Linked DNA regions of Danio rerio: all the other regions are linked to region 3. Evidence: chromatin contacts called from public Hi-C data. All regions are on one chromosome and are shown on one strand. Each heading gives the region's core, a stretch centred on a gene start, on an enhancer-like site or on the middle of the called end of the contact. The rest is flanking DNA. Distances are from core to core; before and after follow the strand shown.

What was found. Hi-C and Micro-C count contacts between places; a contact is called where the count stands out from the background.
Region 1: a Hi-C map of an unstated tissue shows a contact between it and region 3, with 2.8 times the contacts expected there. The contact joins the promoter of pds5b here to the enhancer-like site in region 3. A contact is called at or near these places in 1 of 18 Hi-C or Micro-C datasets (an unstated tissue) and 1 of 4 datasets of contacts at active chromatin or transcription factors (embryo).
Region 2: a contact with region 3 is called in a Hi-C map of embryo, with 2.4 times the contacts expected there. The contact joins two enhancer-like sites. A contact is called at or near these places in 3 of 18 Hi-C or Micro-C datasets (caudal fin, embryo and fibroblasts) and 1 of 4 datasets of contacts at active chromatin or transcription factors (caudal fin).

The regions. Positions count from the first base shown.
Region 1 is chr15:36,421,681-36,426,561 of GRCz12tu, forward strand. pds5b (PDS5 cohesin associated factor B) reads right to left here and starts at 3,421. Exons shown (of 34, transcript XM_688861.9): 1 at 3,130-3,421. It overlaps LOC141377879 (a long non-coding RNA gene), which reads left to right. Exons shown (of 2, transcript XR_012390977.1): 1 at 1-1,495; 2 at 1,824-3,195.
Region 2 is chr15:36,098,043-36,102,944 of GRCz12tu, forward strand. It overlaps stard13b (StAR related lipid transfer domain containing 13b), which reads right to left. Exons shown (of 18, transcript XM_005157638.6): 6 at 3,947-4,018; 7 at 1,153-1,234. Among named protein-coding and RNA genes, the nearest start is that of nbeab, 22 kb to the left of the region's middle. Within about 2 kb of position 1,434, at least 7 of the 62 cell types and tissues checked have an H3K27ac peak or open chromatin away from gene starts, as enhancers often do. A contact at or near this core is called in caudal fin, where this site is marked.
Region 3 is chr15:36,242,932-36,247,535 of GRCz12tu, forward strand. stard13b (StAR related lipid transfer domain containing 13b) reads right to left here. Exons shown (of 18, transcript XM_005157638.6): 2 at 683-1,743. The coding sequence starts at 1,600. Among named protein-coding and RNA genes, the nearest start is that of stard13b, 13 kb to the right of the region's middle. Within about 2 kb of position 3,285, at least 5 of the 62 cell types and tissues checked have an H3K27ac peak or open chromatin away from gene starts, as enhancers often do. A contact at or near this core is called in caudal fin, where this site is marked.

The sequences.
Region 1 (4,881 bases), core at 2,171-4,670, 180 kb after region 3:
TATTGTGAATTATCACATTGCGATATCGATGCTGAAACGATATATTGTGCAGACCTACAACAGATCAAAGATAAAAGTAAAATAAACAGCACTTTACAGTTTTCTGGAAAGTCTTGATGGTAATTCAGGTACAGAAATGGAACAATCAGACATAAAATAACACGGTCATCATTGTATAAATTATTTAAAAATAATAAAATCTCTATCTCCTTTAATCTTTAACAAATAATCTGATTCTGTGACTAATGTGGATGTGGATACACACATTCACATTGTGATATCTATGCTCGAACGATATATTGTGCATAGTACCTACTGACACTTTAAAACTTGCAGAATGGTAAATTGCCAAAATAAAATACAGGTTTTAGGCTTGAAATTAAAAAAAAAACGGAAATAGTAGCACTATATTTGTTAGTTTTACTATTTTAAAAATTTCAAATAACACTTATGTCTTATTTTAAATATAATGTTATTTTTTTGGACAACTCGATATTGAAAAAGTTTGACATTGCATTATTTAGTTTTCCTGCAATAAATATAGCTATATAAATTCCATTTTAACAGATTACTTTAATAACTCTATTTAGAAATAATAACTGATTTATTTAGTTTGATTATCATTTGCATTAAATTTGATAAACAAATTAATAAATACAACTGATCAAAGATACAAGTGAAATAAACAGTGCTTAACAATTTTCTTTGGAGTTTTAATAATCAAATGTAAATAGCACTGTATAGTCTTCATCATAATTATAATTCTATAAATTTAACCTTCATTTAGTTACAAACTATAACATTTTCTCGTCTCTGAATGCTTTAAACTCTCCTCAAATCCCCACACAATCACAGGCCTTAAAAAAACAAATGCAAATGATACAATTGTACACTATTGAGGCTATACTTTGCAACTGTGGCTCCTGGTGAAAATACCAACTTAACATTGCAGATCATGCAATGCGAATATTAATGCTGAAACAATTTATTGTGCAGCCCTAATATTTTTATTAGCCTTTTTTCTTGTTTATTATTTCTTAAAACAAAGTAAAGTTCAACAATATGATAATTCATAACTTTATTTCTAATTAAATGCAGCAGAACTTGCAACCATAGTTTAGCTCACAGTGATTTTGGGAAATACACCTAAGAAATGGACGGTGTTTTAGAGAAAACCATTTTCAATCAACATAGAATTTGAATGAAAGATGAGCTATCATTATTATACACAGACAATTTATGTTTGTTTTTATTTTCTTTACAAAATCATGTCACGTTGTGATACTGTCACTTTCCTCTGATAAAAGTGGACCAAAACATTAATAAATTAAAGTTCCCTGACTGTGTAAAGTACATCTCAGCATAAATGTATGGAAGAAGGGATTCTGGTCTATTCATGATAAATTTGAAAAAGCTTGTAGTCGACTCTCTAGAGGTGGAGCTTCAAGAAATGAATGGAGAAATCTGACACACAGGGAAAGCGGTCTATCTTTTTGTCTGGACGATGGTGAGGTCAAAACATTTATCATTAAAATTCAACATTGTTTACAATAAGATCTAAATGTCTGGGTTTTTAAGATTGCTTACAAAGAAAAAAATTATTTTATAATAAATAAAATTAATAAAAATGTAAAACATACATTTCAAAATAGTTGAGTTAGCTATTAAATAGTTATTGCTCTCATCATTTAATGTAAAATATATATTGATTATATATTTTATCTAACCTGTTTTTCTATAATTCTAAAAAATAAAGTAATAACACAAATATTACCATATTTTATTAAAGATTTTGGTAATGACAAATTGGTAAAACCAAGCAGTTTTAAGGAGAGTGGTTAAATATAAAGATTTAAAATCAACAACGAATTAGTAATTTGGGGATGCAGTGATTGTCGTTTAATGTCATCAAATCATAAATATTTTGTTTTTGTTTTCATAAACTAGCCGTAGAGACTTAAATACATTAAATAAATAATGGCACATTTTCATTTTATACACAAATAAAAGAATGTACATACTCTAGTGCAAATAAAACTACATTGTATAGGTCATACTGAATACATAACTGTGTGGCTACATAAAAGACTAAAACAAAACACGAATTTCATGGGGTCTTGAAATGAATAAATGAATGAATGAATGAATGAATCTTCAAGCTGCATTTTTCCTTAGAGCAATTCATAAACTTACAACCCAGCACAATTTTGCAAGAAATTAATAATGCAAGCTAAAGCGAAAATAGCTGTCATTTCTAAGCAGGATCAAGTGTGTTTTACACTCCCTTCAAACACCAAACACATATTTCACAACACCTTAATACAAGCTATCAGTAAACAAAGCAACGCGTTTACAAACACCATCACAGCCTTATAATGATTTTGCATGGGGGGGAAGAGAGGTTTACACTGACAGCAGGTTGACTTTCCCAACTGACGTCTTTGTACCACTTCACAGCTTCAAGACAGCCACATCCAGAACAAAACACAGTCGTGATCACACAACAGCTGTCATTTTATGCCTATGACAGTGGTTTATCCCACAGAAAACCAGATTACACCCCTAAGGGGGTGTTTACAAGCTAAAATACATTGTAAGCTTCTCCGTTACTATCTAGATCCGATGCACTACGGCTCGTACGATCTCAACATGCAATGGGACAAATGAAACCGAATGCAAAATGCATTACTACAGTCTCAATTGATGTGTTGAATCAGACTTTAAAATAACGTTAACGTTAGGTTGAAGCGGTTTACGAGCAGCTATGCTAAGCTAACAAGGCTAAAACACAAACACACACACACTCGGATGTATGTGCACATACACGAGGCATCAAAGAAGCGCACGACCGTAATTTCCAATGAAAACCACCACGAAAACACTCGTTTCACACAAACCAACAACGACTGTCATTGCAATTCGGGTTTTACATAAAGAATGGACAGATTTTGGGGGGAAAGGCTGAGAGTGAGAGTCTCTCGCATGGGTTAACAAGAGAATAGACAAGCAACCGCCGAAAATTACAAAAGCACCTCCGGAAACAGCCAGGAAATAATAATCCCTGTTAAAGACATACAAATCGGAGCGGTTTTGACCTCGCGTGCGGTTTACTTCCAAACAGACGTTTACCTTTTTGGAAAAAGTGCGCGCTCCACTCGCTTCTCCACCGCTGTGATCCTCCTGTCGGCTTCAAAATGGCGCCAATTTGTCCCTATCTGCACCAGTCAGTGCAGCTCTGCTCAACACAGACGCTTCTCCCTCCTCCTCCACTCGCGGTTATTTATTTAACAGCATAACTGCGTGCTTTGAGATTATATTGGCAGTTTTGCTGTTAGAAACAGAAACAAGTTGCTGTAATAGTGACGGAAATGGCTTGTGTAAAAGCGAGCGTTTGTGTGGAGTCGCGGGCAGGTTGGAGTGTGGTGTAACAGCGACTCCTACAGGACATGAGAAGAATAACAGCCAGTCTCCGCCTTCATTTGACAGGTATGCGCTGCTGCAAGAGAGATGTTATTCCCAAATAAACAAGTGTTACTTTGGTATTAAATAATAATTTACGGTTTGTTTTTATTTTTAGATCATCAGTTTTAACTTTAATTTATATTTATTTACAGTTTTAGATTTTATTTTAGTTTTGATTAAATGAAAATAAACCAAAAATGTATTTATTGATTCATTCATTCATTCATTCATTCAATTAATGTTTATTTTTAAGTAACAAATTATTTAAGTTTTATTGTTGTGCACTTTGATAATCCTACTCAAAAGGAATAATAGAAATGTAAAATTGTAATGATAATTGCTAATAAAGCTGATATATAGTTAAAGTCAGAATTATTAGACCCCTGTTTAATTTTTCTCCAATTTCTGTTTAACGGTGAGAAGATTTTTTCAACACATTTCTAGACTTTATAAATTTTAATAAAGTTTTAATAACTAATAACTGATTTATTTTATCTTTGCCATGATGACAGTAAATAATATTTGACTAGATATTTTTCAAGACACTTCTATACAGCTTAAAGTGACATTTAAAGGCTTAACTTAGGTTAACTAGGCAGGTCAGGGTAATTAGTCAAGTTATTGTATAGCGATGGTTTGTTCAGTAGACTATCAAGAAAAAAATATATAGATTAAAGGGGCTAATAATTGTGACCTTAAATGTTTTTTTTAAATTAAAAAATGCTTTTTTTCTCGCTGAAATAAAACAAATAAGACTTTCCCCAAAAGAAAAATGCTATCAGACATACTGTAAATTTCCTTGCTCTATTGAACATAATTTGGGAAATAAAAAAAAACAACCAATGTTATAAATGTCACAACTTCAATTTAAAATGGCCCAAAATTAGAAATGTATTGCACCATAAAAAAAAAAAAAAAAAACTTACAAAAATTTCTGTACAAAAAAATTTACTTACAAAAATAACCAGCGTTTTCTATAAAATAAAAATGTTATTAAAGTTTCTATATATTTATTTAATAAATGATTGATTCATTCCGTTTATGATTTTTTAAAGTCACAACATTTATTTAATGTTTAACTTTAATAACCCTAATGACTTACAGATATCGAAAACTCTTAGTTTGGTTATCGTAAGAAATTCTTTAAATGAACCTATTTAATTTAAATAAATTTACATAAACAACCAAATAAACAAAATAAATGTAAATATTCTGCAACATAATTTCTTTATAATAATTATATACAATATTAATATAATTCATTCATTTTCTTGTCGGCTTAGTCCCTTTATTAATCCGGGGTCGCCACAGCGGAATGAACCGCCAACTTATCCAGCAAGTTTTTACGCAGCGGATGCCCTTCCGGCCGCAAACCATCTCTGGGAAACATCCACACACACATTCACACACACACACTCA
Region 2 (4,902 bases), core at 184-2,683, 150 kb before region 3:
ACCACCAAAATAGCCCCTTAAGTTCTACTGGTCTGGAGTGAAATTCAAACTAAAGTTTTGGGCCTGGGAGGTAACTGAGTTAACAAGGCTGCAAAAGACCCCATCCCTTGATGAGCATAACATCTTCATTGTACTCTCCTCCTTAAGCCTTACTCCTGCCATGGTCATAACATTATTGTCTCCCTTTCTGTCCTGCTCTAAATGTAACCCCGTCAGTCCTGCACCACCCAACCCACTCCGAGCTGGGATCGAACCGACAACCCTCCACATGGGAGTTGGTAGCTACAACAAGGAGGCTAAACACTATGACCGTAACACTCACCCCTAAACCTCACTCTCATCCTAGTCACGGCACCAATAAACCCCGCAAAGTCCTGCGCCACCCAATCCGCTCCGACCTGGGATTGAACCGGCGACTCTCCACATAGGAGTCGGTAGCTCCAACAAGGAGGCTAAACAGCATGACCTCTAGCGTCTGTTGCAAGAGCACCTTTAGGAGGTCAGAAGAGTGAGGTTTACCTGCACAGCACTTCACTAGATGGCCTCAAAGACCACAACCCCTAGCATTAATCAAAATTGTGTCTCTTAATGCCAAGTGAGTATGGTTTACTTGCACAGTTCCTGTTTGCTGGTCTCGATTGCACTTTACTTTCAACTGGGTCACGGCACCAATGTAACCCCGCTAAGTCCTGCACCACCCAACCCGCTCCGAGCTGGAATTGAACTGTTGACTCTCCAAATGGAAGTCGGTTGCTCTAACGAGGAAGCTAAACACAATGACCCCTAGCAGTTCCTGTTTGCTGGTCTCCATTGGCTTCACTTTCAACCGGGTCATGGCACTAATGCAACCCCACCTGAGTGGGATCTGATCCAGGGTTTCCAGCAAGTCATGATAACAAGGACATTAAAGACACAAATCTATAGTGTCAGTTGCTGGTGCATCTCCAGGGAGTGAGGTTTGTACAACTCCTCTTGATGGCCGCCATTACAACAACATGGTTCTAAAAGTATTTTTTCCTCTGTTTTATTGCTGCTGTTATCTGTTGTATTTATTATTTATTATTAAGCTTAGGTAGTTTCAATGTTTCTCCAAAGATATGGCTTGATTTCTTCAGGGTGTCGAGAAGACTGTAGATACAACACAGTTCTTACCGGCATAGAGGTTCCACAAGGTCTTTGTCCAAGAAGTCATGGTCTTTCTTCACAGGAGAGATGTCAATGGGAAATTGAGAATCTGCAAAGAAACACAGGCGTATCCCATTTCAACAATCAAGTCCATTACAGTCCAATTCAGGAAAAAACAGATGTCTTTTAAGCACCATAACGATTTCCTTCTGATTCGTTAATAGGCCAATCTTGCATGTTCACAGTGAACACAGAGGAATCCAGGCGCCCACACTCTTTAAAAAAACCCTGACAACACATTCTTTCCAGAGCGATAGCCAAGACACAGAGAGTAGCTAACTTGTTTTAAACTTCCAGATGCTAATAAAGTGAGACAGGGTTTGCCCCCCAAATTCTGAGCTTGGCTTTGAGAAGCCATTACGTCTTCAACTGAGTATAGTGTCCAACTTATGTAATGGGGTGACTGGATCCAGACCCCGCCAGAGTTGACATTCCACTAGTACAATTAAATGTTTCATCATATTTTTTTGCCTCTGCTGAATGAAATAAGTAAAATCACAGATTCAAAGAGAGACACTGTGTTCTGGTTTTAAGCTGCTGGATATTCCAAAACAACACTTCTGAAGAGATGCATTATGGAAAGATTCTATTCTGCACTTTGATTCCATGACCGCAAGTATTATTGTCACAAATAAACAAAGAAAGGATTGTATAATAAAAGACCATCTATTTTGCTAAAAACTCTATATTGTTTGAATTATTTTTATGCTCCAAAACATCTGATGCATCCATTTATAAAACTGTATATTATATTATATTATATTATATTATATTATATTATATTATATTATATTATATTATAATTAATTATATTATATTTAATTTTTATATTATATATTTTAAATGAAAGTCTTATAAATTACATTTTTATTATTATTATTATTTTATTTTATTTTTTTGGAGGGGGTGGGGTGTTTTATAACTTTAAATAGACAAGTAACAGAGAACAAAAAAAAAAATCTGGGGTTTTTACTCCTAAAACATGAAATGAAACAAGTGAAAAAACTAGAAAGCTCATACAATTTCATCTAAAGACCAACACTCCAAGATCAAAAGCACTTGCCATGAGCGACTGAAAAAGGCAGCGTTTTTTGCGGCAAGGTTATTCCCATGACCTCTGTCTCTCTTTGAAGATGTCACACTCTATATGTACAAGCGGTACCTCTTAACCTGAACCTGTTTGACCAATGACCTGTACCTCCCAGCATTTCAGATGTAGGGGGTATGAATGCTCTGAGTAAATGAGGCCTTTTTCTGAGGTGGAACGAAACATCAGATCACAGGGAAAATGAGTGAGCTTAAACTAGCTAAACAACATGAGGTCTGACAGACATTAAAGCGCCCATTTAAACATCGGAAACCACATCCCACATTAAAAGCTTGTTTTTGCCCAAAATGACACTCATTTTGGGAACAGGTTGACGTCATGCGATTGTTTGGAAATCTGAATGAGAGTACTAACCGCTCTTTAAACAGTTTAAATCATACTAAAAGTCTAAGTTTTTGATCAGTATGACTGTTAATGGTTTGAAAGATGCCTATTTTACTCATCAAGGTTGAATTATTTTATAATAATTTAACTGTTCTTAATTGGTGTAGTTTAAACTGTATTAATAAAAGTTTTTAATTCAATTAAATAAACTTTATTGTCTATCCCACAGAGGTTAGAAATTTGTCTTTAGACATAGGCTCACAAACAACAGCAAAACATAAATATTCTTACAAAATTATTTAAAAAGTCACATATTTATATATATATATATATATATATATATATATATATATATATATATATATATATATATATATATATATATATATATATATATATATATATACACACACATATATATATATATATATATATATATATATATATATATATATATATATATATATATATATATATATATATATATATATATATATACACACACACATATATATATATATATATATATATATATATATATATATATATATATATATATATATATATATATATATATATATATATATATATATATATATATATATATATAAAAAAACAATGGCAGTGGGAATAAATGTCTTCTTGCACATAGGCTTTTTTGCTAATTATTTTTACCATCTGCCAGATGGAAATAACTTAAAGGAACCATGTACAGGATGGGAAGAATCTTCCACAATAGTGGAGCTTTTTCCTTTTTTAACTGCTATAATTAAATTAGTAAGAAGAATTTGTCTCCAACCAATTATTTTACTCGCTACATTAACTAATCTTAAAGGGACTAAGCCAAAAAGAAATGAATGAATGAGTTTACTAATCTTAAAAGTGTATTTTTACTTTTAATAGAGAGGGAGTTAAAGCAGGCTACAATCTTAAAAGTAAGGGCGGATTTAAAAGGTGATTTATATACAACAATCAAAATGTCCTTCTCAATATCAAAATTTCTCAGTTTTTTCAACAAACTCAACCGACTGACCGATACCCTGACCCACCCTCTACTCCAAACCCAACCAATAGTGTTTTCAAAAGCAATCCAGAAAAAGAAAAGCCACTAGACGAACTGGAAACAGCGGAAAAGTGGTCCACACTGAGATAAATGGAAGCCTTGACGGCATCATACCGCCCTGTATCGTTCATTTTAAAGACTAAATGCAGCCATGCATAGCTCTGACTACATAATTCTCACTCTCCAGAAATACATGGCTTTCATTTTGGGTGTAATAACATTTATGATCCCTACTAATTGTATATTTTCGTGTGGTGAAGCGTTACCTTCAAAAAGTTGGGCGTACTGGGGGAATCCTGCTGCCCGCAGCCAATCACAAGCTTCCTTTGCCTCGATTTCTGCAACACAAAAAGTGTATACTTGTCAGACTCATAAAACATGTCTATCTGTTTAATATATAGACTTCATAAAGACAAAGAAGAAACAAGATTAGAGAGCTCCAATTTCATGGGTCGCTTCGAACTTTGAGATCATAATGACCACATAATGACAAAGTCAGGCATCTTTCTTAAACGGCTCTCCAAAACAAAGCCAAAGAACTTCATATTCACATGGATATTTTCTGCATAGAGTAAATTAGCATTCATAATCCTGTCCACTTCAGCATTTCTTAAGATAAGGAACATTTGCTGTTGTTGTTACAAATATTACACATAAAAAGCATTGATTCAACTTTTGGCAGATTTATTATTAATCAAGTTTTATTACTCTTATTTCCACTGTTAATGTATTTAATTGAATTATAACATTTATTTAATGGTAGATATTAAGAATATTTACTTGTAATATTTTAATATAACTATATAAATTAAGCACAACTAAATAATAACAAACAATTACAAAAACAAATAATAGAATAATTTCTTCTTATAAAAAATATTGTTTTAAATCATTTGTAAACATGTAATTATAATATCTCTAATATACTATACAGATTTCCTATCTTGTTTTAAATGGATAGTTCACGTAAAAAAAAAAAAAACATTTTCTATTCATTTACTCATTTTTATGCATTTCTTTCGTCTGTCGAACACATGACAAGATATTTTGAGATTGGTGGGAAAATATGGAGAGCTGGAAGGGACATGATGGTGTGGAATAAAATGGGTGGAAGAAAAAAAAACTGAGTGATAAGAAGATATATATTTATTTAAGTTTGACAAACACTTCCTGTTCACTTCATTCATGTCAACCCTCCCGTTTTTGCCGGGATTCTCCCATA
Region 3 (4,604 bases), core at 2,035-4,534:
TTGAGTCAAGTGCAGTACTTGGGTTGAAAGTTGAACTCAAAAAAAGTTCTGCTGCAAGTTGCCTTACAATTCTGAGTTGAGTCAACTTTTTTTACCCTGTGAATATTTTATTAAAATAGGTTAAAGCTACATTAATATATTTGTTGCCTTGACTTTTTGACTATTTTAGAGTGCAGGCTTCCCATGACCTTTTTTGTTAAAATGATCAATAAACAGATGAAGCATACTACCATATTTTAAGTAATTTAAACTATATTAATCTCCAGCATTTAACATTCAGCCTTATAGATAGCAAACATAAACCAGAACACTTGAAGAATATGGATGAAGGAACGAACGATCGAATATACTCTGTAAAAAAAAAATCTGGGTTCCACACAATCGATTTGTGTTGGGACAACATGAAGGAATTTAGTTAGCTTGTTACAAATTTAAGTAGATTGCACATAAAACAATTAAGTTGTCACCAAAAAAACTCAAGAATCGTGTTGTTTTCAGCTAATTTTTCAACTCAAGCAGACTGAACAAAGAGCAAACACCATTTTTGAGTGTATAAATATGTTGAATTGAAAGCAATTCGGAATAAAAATGTCAACACAAAAATGTAAACTTCACACAGCCAAGCTTTAAAAAATAAATAAATAAATCGCAAAAGGCCAATTAAACTTGTCTCCATCCTCACCTCAGTGCTGCTGCTCTCCTCCTCAGCCTCATAACTGCTCCTGCTGGTGAGTGGAGGTTTGCTTCCAGATCTTTCTTCTCCAACTCCTTGTCCACAGGTTCCTTTCCTTCTCAGCTTCTCCAATCCAGCCCTGTTTCTCCTGGAGCAGGCCTGAAGCTCTTTGCATTTGGGCAAAACCTCATTGCCATCATGGAAAACCACATCCTGGCCTTCATCTTCAGAAGAGGTCTCAAACGCATCTGAACTCTCGGTGGCTCTGGAGTTCTGGATCAAACCCAAAAAGTCATTGTAATCTGCAAAGGTAATGGAGCTGGGTTTGTGTTTGATGATTCGGGGTAGATCGGACCCTTTGGAAACTGGCAAAGGAGCAGAGTAGGGGTGCTTGAGGTGGGACGATCCCACTGGAGAGGATGTAAAAGAGTAAGCGGGGTTTGAAATGGATCTGATTTTTGAACTAGAGAAAGGGTAGGAGGTCAATGATACGTTTGAGGGATCAACATCAGCGTTGTTGGTCAGAGGACTACCCGAGGGAGTCAAAAAATGGCTTTTCATGTGAGATTCATGATTAATTCCGTTCAACTTGGGGTTTGGACTTGAAATTGAATCTGAAGCACTTTTGATGCATGTTTTAGTCTTTTCCTTTGTGAGATGATTTGAGATTTGAATACAAGGGCCGTCTTTGCTGATTTGTGAGGATACAGTTTGACTGATCTCTCTTTCCAGTGAACTTTTATTTTTCAGTTCCAGTTTGGTTTGGTCTTCCAAAGGATCATCTGTGATTGAGAGGGAATTAGGAGTGTTTTTTGAGGTCTGGTTACAAGCCTTGGTTGAGTCCGCCATTGAAAGCTCTCCGGAGAAAGTCATTTTGAGCGCTGAAGATCGTCGCTCCTCTAAAGCCATCATGGGTGGATTGTCCATGTTTCAGTCTACTGTTTGGAGCTAGGCATATGGAATATCCAGAAAAGTCTTTGTATTATTCCAGAAACTGCCATGTTTGTCATGTTCCACCATTTGGACTGAACGGGTTTCTTTGTGAAAGTCAGGGCTTTGTGTTAATCATGCTGAAAAGAAAGAACAGAAATTGTCATTAATTTAGCATTACATGCTTTTATGATTTTTTTAAATATGTGTTTGCTAATTTAGCATACGTAAAAACAGTGTTCACTGAAAAAAAAATCTTCTATTAATTTACCCTCAGGCCATTCAATGTGTAGGTCCCTTTTCTTCCTAATTAAAACTTTAAAGAAGATTTTAGCTGAAATTGTGGTCTTTGGGCATTCAGTTTAATCATTTCGCTTCCCAAGGCCTGAATGCAACATCAGGATCTGAATTAATTTTGTAATTGTTTTGGCCTTGTTTTTTTGGCTTTCAAAGGTTTGACAGTCACTTTAATGTTCTGAATCACAAACAACCACAGTTTCATTCTGAAACTTTAATATCCTGCTGAAGGCACTGGATTGCCTGAGGGTGAAAGTAAATTAACAGAAAATATATATTATTTTGGTAAACTATCCACTTTAAGAGCATCTAATCAACAGCTTAATCAGACTGGGAAACCAGAAATGCACCCCATAAGATTTTAAGTTATTTTTTTACATATTTTTGTGAGATAATATGGAACTGCAGAAGCATCATTACAACAAAAACTCAAAATAGATCAGTGCTTCTCATGGTATTTCATAGAAAAACCTTCGTATTTCACAGATAATTACTCAAACTAGGGATGCAAAATTGAATTTTTGACCAATACTGATAAATAAAACAAAATTCTTTATATTCAAAGGCTAATAACCGATATATTGGCCAATAAATATAAATATAAAAATTTCAACCTAGTAATAGGAAACACCTATACACTCATTCACAAATACACTCATACACTTTCAAAGGAAACCTACGCAAACATGGGGAGAACATCCAAATTCCCAGTACTGGTTTGCAGCTGGAAGGGCATCCGCTGCGTAAAACATTCATTCATTCTCCTTCGGCTTAATCCCTTTATGTATCAGGGGTCGCCACAGCAGAATGAACAGCCAAGTCATGCAGCATATGTTTTACAGAGCGGATGCCCTTCCCGCTGCAACCCAGTACTGGGAAACATCCATACACAACTCATTAACACACAAACACTACAGACAATTTAGTTTACCCAATTCTCCTATAGCACATGTCTTTGTGGGAGAAACTTCACGCAGAAATGCCAACTGACCCTGCTGAGGCTCGAATCAGCAACCTTCTAGCTGTGAGGCAATTGTGCTACCCACTGCGCCACCGTGACGCTCCCCAAACAGCATTTTTTTATGTATTGTATATGTAAATGTAAATATGAGGAGAAATCAGGACAAAAAGGAACAATGTATCATTAGGAAACCAAAAAAAAAAATTAAAGTTGTAAAACGCAAGAAAATCAATGGTATCACATCAGAAACTATTTTAGAACCTGAATGTCTACGAGCGAATCCCACAGAGCCAGAAAAGTGATAACGGCATCCCAAAGTGGCAGAGAGGGAATAACTGGGACTCTTGCACAAGTAGAGGAGGGAATAACAGGGGATCTGAGGGGTTGAACATCTGGCTCGGGCTGAGAGCGTTCAAGTCTGGATCTGTTGAAAGCACGACGGTGGTGACATCAGTGCTATGAGGAATCCAGCCCTTCGCTCTCCAGTGGCTGATTTACAATGCACCCGTCCATTCATCACACGACCTAAATGTCCCAGACCAGGCTGTGGTTAGCGATCCTGCTAACCCCCTCATTACCCCCCAAAACACGGTCCGCAAAAACACACATTAAACCAGAGGAAGAGTCTGATTGGTGGAGAAAAGAAAGAACATTCCTTTCTGACACTTTGGCTCAAGAACATCATCTAGACAGATGAACTGTGAAAGACCAAGATTATTCCTGGCAGGATGTTTCTATCGAGGGGCTACGAGCGTGAAATCATGCCACTCACTGGCGCTTTATTAAGACGTGATTGGTTTGCTTTGTCAGATTGATCAGTTTAAACGCGAAGTGTATCTGACAGGCCAGATCATTCCAGAGGCGAATGCTATCGTGTTGAAAGTGGCGGTGGAAGAAATGACTAATAAAATCTGATTTAAAAAAAAAATATAAAACAGAAGATTCATATGATTAAAAGGTTTACATATTTTGAATGCTGTACTTCATTTCCATCTTTTTTTAATCCTTAAATAGATTTTTTTAATTCCGGACAAAGATTAATCGATTAATCATATCAAAAATAAAAGTTTGTTTTAATATGAGATATATTCATTTATTCATTTTCCATTGGCTTAGTCTCTATTTCAGAGGTTGCCACAGTGGAAGGAACCACAAACACAGAGGATGCCCTTCCAGCCGCAACCCAGTACTGGGAAACACCCATACACACTCATTCACACACATGCTCAAACACTATGGCCAGTTTAGTTTACCCAATTCACCTATAGGGCATGTCATGGACTGTGGAGGAAACCCATGTGACTAAAAGTTCTATTCATTAATTCATTCATTTTCTTTTCAGCATAGTCCCTTTATTGATCCGGGGTGGCCCCAGCGGAATGAACCGCCAACTTATCCAACAAGATTTTATGCAGCGGATGCCATTTCAGCCACAACCCATCTCTGGGAAACATCCACACACACACTCATTCAAACAATACGGACAATTTAGCCTACTCAGTTCACCTGTACTGCATGTCTTTGGACTGTGGGGGAAACCGGAGCACCCGGAGGAAACCCACGCGAACGCAGGGAGAACATGCAAACTCCACACGGAAACGCCAACTGACCCAGCCGAGGCTCGAACCAGCGACCCAGCGATCTTCTTGCTATGAGGCATCAGCACTACCTACTGTGCCGCCTAAAAGTTATGTGTGTTAAATATATTCATTAAAACTTTTTTTCCATAGGTATTTAAATTTA